2 separate regions of the Pan troglodytes genome follow, and region 2 is linked to region 1. A link is a contact called in public Hi-C data. All regions are on one chromosome and are shown on one strand. The core of a region is the stretch at or near the end of the contact, and the rest is flanking DNA. Distances in the headings are between cores, read along the strand shown. Region 1 overlaps SYT1 (synaptotagmin 1). Region 2 holds the start of PAWR (pro-apoptotic WT1 regulator).

What was found. Hi-C and Micro-C count contacts between places; a contact is called where the count stands out from the background.
Region 2: a contact with region 1 is called in a Hi-C map of stem cell-derived neural progenitor cells, with 3 times the contacts expected there. The contact joins the promoter of PAWR here to the enhancer-like site in region 1. A contact is called at or near these places in 1 of 7 Hi-C or Micro-C datasets (stem cell-derived neural progenitor cells) and 1 of 1 datasets of contacts at active chromatin or transcription factors (stem cell-derived excitatory neurons).

What each region holds. Positions count from the first base shown.
Region 1 is chr10:86,201,532-86,205,646 of NHGRI_mPanTro3-v2.0_pri, forward strand. The region is part of intron 9 of SYT1 (synaptotagmin 1); the gene reads left to right. Among named protein-coding and RNA genes, the nearest start is that of MIR1252, 11 kb to the right of the region's middle. Within about 2 kb of position 2,145, at least 2 of the 24 cell types and tissues checked have an H3K27ac peak or open chromatin away from gene starts, as enhancers often do. A contact at or near this core is called in stem cell-derived neural progenitor cells, where this site is marked.
Region 2 is chr10:86,484,610-86,488,724 of NHGRI_mPanTro3-v2.0_pri, forward strand. PAWR (pro-apoptotic WT1 regulator) reads right to left here and starts at 1,655. Exons shown (of 6, transcript XM_016923906.4): 1 at 824-1,655. The coding sequence starts at 1,339. LOC134807535 reads right to left here. Exons shown (of 3, transcript XM_063786186.1): 2 at 1,968-2,517; 3 at 1,358-1,486. The coding sequence ends at 1,365.

The sequences.
Region 1 (4,115 bases), core at 895-3,394:
CAAGATCATCATGGCTGGCTTTTAAGTACAAGAATGACATAGGAAAGTAATGGTTTAAAAAAATTAATATGGAAATGAAAGAGGAGAAAGGGAGTCAGTAAGACCAAGTGGAGCATTGCTAATATAATTCTGTCATAAGAACAAGAAGGTCTAGGTAATGGATCCTCTTATGATGGCTTAGTTTGTAATACCTTTCATGAAAGAAAAAACATTATGGACAGGTGGTCAGATACTTCCTAAACAACAATCACAAGTTGCACTGCACTGTGGTGACTGGTATGTCTGTAGCTGCAGGTTAAGCACTATCTCAAGCATAGAGGTGACCCTTGGGGCAAGATAGTGCCTCTGAGCTTCTAAGGGTTACATGTTATAGGTCTGATTTCCACCTTATTCTATACACTCTCTGAAACTTCCAAAGATTCTGCTGCATAAATCAACCTCATGCCCAAGTTGGTGGCAGCAGAAATGAACCTTAACTTAGCCCAAAAGGGTTTGAAGAGAACCAAGAAATAAAGCTAGAACCAGATCCAGCACTATCATTATTCTCATGCTACTTTTTAAAGTCTTGTCCACATTATTCAGTGATAGAAAACTGATGTTAGGAACACTGAGCACCTAAGTGTCACTCACTCTGATCTCTAGTTGCTGCTTCTGATAACTTTCACCAATTAGCACAGGCTTAGAGTCAGATTATCTGGGTTTGAATACCAGTTCTGCTACTTAATAGTGGTGTAATCTTGGGGAAGTGCTTAAATTCTCTGTATTTTTCAATAAAATATTGATCACAATAGCACCTACCTCACAGAATTGTAGTGAGAAAGAAAGTGAGTTAATATTTGAAAGTCCTTGAAAAGTGTGTGGCACATGTCAGCCCTCCCGGAATGTCTGCTATTTTTATTACTGCAGCCATTATTATTCTGGTGTAGAGGTGAACTACCCTGTTTTGGAGGCCATAAAGACCTTGATTCAAATCCTGCCATTATCACTTACTATCCCTATGGCCCTGGACAAGTTAATTCATGGTTCTGAGCCTCAGTTTATTTATCTGTTAAAAAGGGATAATAATGCTTGTTTCATCAAGCTATGGCAAGTATTAAGATGGCATGTGACAGTGCTTAGCACAGGCCCTGACAAATAAGTAATTTGTATTCTTTTTTATCCTCCATGATACACTCTTTTCTCTGGGTTTATCACTAGAACTCCCCCGGGATGATCTGTTACTTATGACTAATCATACTCTGTACTTATACCACTAATATTATTTGAGTGAAACAAACTTAAATTCAGCATCAGGAACTACCTTGAAAGGAAAATAGACTCATAAGAGTAGTCTCTTCCAGTTTTGAGAAGAAAAGATGCCATCCTACAAGTATGGTAAAGGTCTTGATGAGGGAGGTAGGACCATGACAGTACCACCACGCCTTCGTCTCACTTCCCCACCACAACTGAGTGATCTAGCCACCCTCTAGAGTTGCTACCACCATTCGTTGGGAAGCCATGAAGTCAAAGAAAAGTTTGAGACCTGGGATAGTTGTCCCCATTTGTCATAACATTGGGATAGCTCTGATCGTCACATTCTCAGAAATGCAAATACTAAGCTCTGAGAAGATACAGTCTTCTTTGTGAATCACCTCCATCCCAATTTTTGACCTCACTTTTAGGTGGGATGTATCTACAGCACAGAGTCTGTGACTCTGAGATACATCAAAGACTATTTGGTGGCCCCTCCTGAAATCAGAAGAGGATGTAATTTGCTGTGGTTTTTGCAACTCTCTTACGCACAGTCCAAGCAAAGAACATTATAGTTTTAGAGTGGATGTGGCTGTCCTTACTCTGGTATACTCACAGGAGAAGGACATTGCTGTCTTCTTTCCTTCCATCTTTGATCACATCACTACTGTATTGTGACCTCTTCTTCCCAGAAGAACAACAGTTTTATCCTCTTAATCTTGTTCAAACTGCCTTCTAACACTGACCACCACCAAAAGATGTTGCTTCGAGAAGAGGCTGAATGGAGAACCTTAAATGCATGGGGAATATTCCTGACTCTCATTGAAATCAGTTTATCCTGGGTATTACACTTGAATTTAAAGCAAATGTATGCACAGGCAATCCTGGGTGAGCTACTCTGAACAGGAGATGGCAGTAGCAGCCAAGGATTTGGGCAGCCCTTTCTAGTCCTAACAGAGGGGATTTCCTATTGGTTCATTGTCGATTCTGGACTGCAGTTTTGCCTCACCAAAGCCAAGGTGGCTAAATAATATGCCCAAGATCCCAGACCTTGCTGAATTTCACAACTATTGAAGAATTAGAAATTGCTCAAATTGAAGGCTGAACGACCAAGTGAACACTGTGGGGAGCTTTTACTAAGTCTCACTGCAGAGGAAGGGAGGAGCCCTACAGGAAATAAACAGATATGCCCACTTAGCTTGGCATTAGTGGGTTTATTGGAAGGAGCAAGGATCGGAGATCCAGTGCACATTCTTACTGAGACTTTGAGCAAGTCATTTAGCGAGGTGATTCAGCCCATGCTCTCATGTGGATTCAGGGAATAAAGAAGTCTTCCTCACAGACTTTACAAAGGGTTCAGTAAGATAACAGCCAGGAAAACTCATTTTCTAAACTATGACATGCTATAAAAATACAAGAAGGACATTTTGGTTGGTTTTAGGTCATTTCTTTGAATTTGTCCTGGCGCCTCCAAATTTCCTAGACCACATTTTTTTCTTTCCTTTTCTTTCTTTTTTTTTTTTTCCAAGTAATATGGTCAGAAGCTGTTTGACTATGAGTCTATTATTTCTCTGATAATTATAATTTCCCGGAGAGTTATGGCACACAAATTACTTTGTAATAGCTCTAAATTCTTTGCTTTATCCTGAGTCTACAATTATGCACTTATCCATGCTCCTGTCATCTGTGGTACTGATTTATGGAACCTCTGTTCTCTGATCTCCTCATTTCTTACCTCTGCCTCCTTTAAAACTCAAGAAATGTGGCAGCAAGGTCAAATTTCTCATCGGGCCAGCATTACATTCTCAGGTGTAATCATTACCGTCTTAATAAAGCAAGCAGTTAGTTCCACAATGGTCTGTTTAATCCACTAGATAATTGCTAAGCCTTAATTATATAACCCAGCATACTGTCCCTTGCTATAATTCCAGAACCACCATGTTGTGGTTTGAAACATCTATTAATTTGGTGCAAATATTAATTAAAAATTTATTTCTAGCCAAGAATATGATGGATCAAGTGCCATGTATTAAAAAAGGAAAATATAATTAATCTTAACCAATTTCACTTCGAGCAAAAACAATGTAACTGGAAAGTTTTCTGGTAACTGCCACACACTTACAGACTTTTTTCAAAATTTGAAAAAAAGTATGTCTAAATTTTAAAGTATTGCAGTATCAGTTTGGTATTATGGTAGAGGATTTATAAGCCATGCAACTGCACAAAATTTTTGATATCGTTAATAAGGCAAAGATATATTACTTCACTTTGTTCTGCTTGTGACCTAGAGTGAATTTTATTCATATCAAAATTAGACCTTACTAGCTTCTTATACCTGAATGGCCTAGAGGTAGAGAAATGTCCAGAACAGCCTTATTAGAGAGTGGGGTGCATGACAAGACCATAATCTAAAGCCAGTTTTCAGTTTTATTATTTACTTTGCTGCCTTGATCATTTTTCTGCACTCATTTGGCTTGAAGGCATAGACATTCCCTGTTGATTATCTCGGCTTGGCAGTGGGTTTCTGCTACACATTTTGATTCCTTATATGGTAGTAGGAGAGGATTTTGTATGAGTTCCAGCGAGTTTCTCTGGGCTTGTGGAATGCAGCAAGGAAAGAATCCTACAGAGATGAAAACATGAATATTTGCATTGATTAAAGAGAAAAATGAAAGAAAGAAAAAGTATCACTCTAAACTGTTTTTTTCCTTTTCTTACTCTGTTCACTTCACTTCTAATAATGTCTTACACTTTTGGGGGTGGGAGGAATTAATGCTGTGTGTTCTTTTATTGCTCATATCTTCATGGCCATTTCAAAAATTATTTTGAAATGCTGAGTGTGTTTACAGAGGCAATGTTAACAAAATAGTTTTCATCATCATCAA
Region 2 (4,115 bases), core at 405-2,904, 280 kb after region 1:
TCTGGTAGAGGGAGGTGTGATTATACACTTAGTAAAAATGTTTTACCAGTCACTCTAATGGAAGATGCTGCTACCTGTAACAACGTTTCGAAAATGCTCAAAACTGCAAACAACCCAAAACAAACAAAAACCCTACCACATGTTTTTCAGACACAGTACTCAAAAAGAGATCGTCTTAGCGAACAGAATTGTGGGTTACTAAATCATCCCTATTGTCCTAAATATCACTCAGAAAAACACTGTGTGTGTGTTTAGGAGCACAACTTATAAACAGTTGATTTATATATAAAATAGTGCACGTATTCATTTGGATATACTCATCTTGAGCTCACTGTAAGATAAAGCTGTCTTGGATATTGCTAAGGCAACATTTTCTTTACAGATGTTATTAAGCATTGGTAAGAAAGGAGAAATAAACTGGTAACTTCACATGGGCACCTGAGACCCTAGAGAATGTCGTCACCATTAATCAATTTTTCTAACTGATCAAGCATAAACAGCCAAGTCCAGGTGGCCAAGTCAGCCAAGTCCAGGTGGGCAAGTCCTGGAGCCATAAGTTGTCTTTCTACCACGGTAAAAAAGGATCCTGGATCTGAGACCTGGCCAGGAAGCCTGAAAAGCACGTGTCCTACTCTGAGTTTGGGGAACTTCCCAGGAAGCATTTGTTCAGAGTAAAACTCCATCACCCCCTGCCTGCCTAACTCGGTGAAGGGACAAGTACGAGCCAGGGGAGGTAAACTCTGGGCCCCGGGTAGCTCCCAGGAGGAAGACACCGGGAGGCAGCTGCCCGGCCCGGTCCGGCTGCGGCCCCCGCCCGGCTCACCTCTGCGGCAGGGATGTTGACCACGCCGGTGGAGCGCCGCTTCTCCCGCAGCTTCCTCTTCTCGATCTGCCCCTTGCCTTTCCTGGCACTGGGGCCCGAGCTCTTGCCCTTCTCCGGGACGCCGTCCGGCTCCTCCTCGTCACGCCGGGGCGGCGGTGCAGCCGAGGTAGAGGCGGCTGGGGGCTCGTCCTCCGACCGCCGCGGGCCGGGGGCCGCCCGCGTCAGCATGGCGGAGCCGACCGCGCAGTTCACGCCCCCGGGACCGGGGACGGCAGGTGCGGCCGGCGCGCCGCCCGGGAGGTTGTTGTTGAGCTCGTTGGCAGCGGCGGCCGCCGGGGTGCCCAGAGCCCCCGCGGGGGGCTTCCCAGCGGCGTCGCTGCTGCCCCCTCCCGGGGGGGCCGGGCCCGGGGGGTTCTGCTTGGCGCGCATCTTCTCGCGTTTCGCCTTCCACTCCTCCAGGAAGTCTGTGGTGCTGCCGCCGAGGCCGCTGCTGGTCCGGTAGCCACCGGTCGCCATATTCCCAAAGGGGCCGGTCGGGCTCTCACCTCAGGCCGCCCACCAGGGCTCCGGCCGCTGCCTCCTCTTCCTTCCTGCGGCCCCGAGGATGCCAGGAGACGACCTCCAGGAGAGGGACGGCCGCCGCTCCCACAGCAGCCGGCGGGGCTGAGGTGAAAGACAAAAGGGGGCGGGTAAGGGAAGCGTTAAGATCCCCGCCCGACCCGAGGGTCTGCCCCCGGGCTGCGCCCCTTGGAGTCCTCGAGCGCGCCCACCAGTCACTACCGGCCAGCAGCCGCCGGGTCCCCACCCTGCAAAGTTTCTCCCATGCACCTACAGTACGGACCCCGACGATCGCCGCCCCTAGAAGGGAGGAGAGAGGACTGACCCCACCCCCAAGTCGGCCCGCCCGCCCCATCCCCACCAAGGTCCGCGCCGGCGGCGGTCGAGATACTAGGGCCAGACCCGCCACCTGTCGGCTCGTCGTATCGCCTGCTCCGCGCTCTGGCCACCGCCGGTCCGAGGTCCCCGTCAGCTACAACCCCACTCCCAAGGCGAGGCGCGGAGCTCCTAGCCGGTTCGCAGAGGAGGCGGGGACCCAGCTGTCCCGCCGAGCGTGGAAAGGACCGGGTGTGAGCGAGCGCCTTACCTCGGAGGAGCTTGTAGGGGACGAGGCGTAGGGCTGGGATCCGGCTCCCAGGTGTGCCGAAGCTGGCGCGCGCTCTTCCGCCGCGCGGAAAGTGCCGCGGCAAACTCGCGGTGCGGAGCTCCAGGCAATCCCAGGACAGGAGGGAGGGAGAAGAAGGAGGGAGGGAGGGAGGGAGGGAGCCAGGGGCGGGAAGGGAGCCGAGCGGCGCCGAAGCACGAGCGGAAAAGGCCGAGGCGGCGCGCGAGGGGCGCGGCGCGCGGTGGGAAGGGTCGTGGCCGCTGACGCCCCGCCCCCGGCGCTCAGGTGCGCGGCGTCGCGTCCGGCCCGCCGCTGCAGCCTGCTCTGCGCCAGCCGTCCTCTGCCCCGCACCCGCCGCAGACCACACCGCGCCCGCCGCGCTCCGCCCGCGGCCGGCGAGTTGGACCGCACATTCCTGGGCTAGCAGCCTCGCGGCGTCCGGCCTCCCGGCGCCTCCGACTCCGGGGCGGGAACGGCACTCCACGCCCTTCTTGCTTGTCTTCTCCGCCTCTCTCTTCTCCCACCACTCTTCCTTTTAAGTACAAGACCGTATTATTTGAGAGAAAGTCTCGAACGCTGCTGGCTAAGGGGAAAAGTGCGATAACTTGTGATGATTCAGGGAATGACTAGACAGGATGGGAAAATACCCACGTGTCTCTTTTCCTAGTCGCTGCTCCCTTTTCAGATGTACTAGGGCAGCGGGCAGGAGAATAGAAAGACCTGAGACAAACCCAGCACCCTCCTTCTAAGAAAACTGCGGTGTCCTGGTGAAAACGGTTGGCTAAGAGGAAGGACTTACTAGTATCTTAGGGTTGCGGGAGAAAAAAACTCAGTTCGACAGTTTATTGTATTGGCGATTCCAGTCTTGGAGTTTTCCCCTTAACCCTATCTCTGCCTCTCCTCTTTACAGAGAATGAATTTAGCAGCAAAGCTCCCTACCAAAGTACTAACGCTGCACTGATGCTAATTTGAGATGAGCTGGGGCAGTGATTGTCTCTATTTTTTCATTATTAACATGCCAGAGGCTTATCCTCTGATGCAAGTCATCTGAAATTTCTGGATCAGAGCGGGGTGGGCTGTCACTGACGCACCTAAGACTGACCTTTCTATATCCAGGTAATGTCAGGGCACATCATTGTGGGAGGCTACAAATGCCAGGTCTCCATTTTGTAAAAAAGTAGGAGAGCCCTAAGTCACGCTCTTACCTAACATAAACCTTTCTTCCTACTTAATATTCCTGTTTTGCCCAGGTAGCACATGGTGAGTGAGCAATCAGTGTTTGCCTGCCACAGAACTGGGAACAGAAGAAAGTGATTCACATGCTCTATATTTCTCAGGGACAGTTTTGGTCTTTGGTCTGGCTGTTGTGGGAAACGTATGGCGAGAGCTCTGGAAAAATCCTTAGAAAATTAAAAGCTTTTCTTGGGAATAGGTCTAAAAGGCTGAGCGGCTGTTTACCTAAGCTAGTACCAACCCCAGTGTGCCACCTGAAGTTTCTCAATTACATATTCATTAGTTTGTTTTCTGAGTTTTAAGGAGAGTAAGGGAGGCTGGGACATTAAACGTATTCACATTCATATGCTTTGTAACTTATCAGAGGACTTTTCTCCTGGAAGGGCTGCAGGATATAGTGGAAAGAGGGTATAGTCAGCTAGCTGAGAGATCTTGGGCATGTTTACATTATCTGGTACTCAGCTTTCTGTACTATAAAATCAGCAAAAATTACATTTTTTTTTTTTTTGAGGCGGAGTCTCGCTCTGTCGCCAGGCTGGAGTGCAGTGGCGGGATCTCAGCTCACTGCAACCTCCGCCTCCTGAGTTCAAGCGATTCTCCTGCTCTCAGCCTCCCAATTACATTATATTTAAGCTGTCTTAAGAACTGACACTGCACATAAAATGTGCTTGATTCGAGGAAGGCACTCAGTAAACATAGTCCCTTCTAGGGGCTTAAAGTCCTTGGTCTCTAAGAAGTGTATGGGAGAAGAGGAAATTAAAACAGATGGGGTATTGAATATACAATATCAGCCTAAAAACGATAGACTTTGAGTGAACTAGGATAACACGCCACATAAATTTATCACTGCATGGCTTAGACCAGTTCTCTTAGTATTAATAGGTTCTGAGTCAGGAA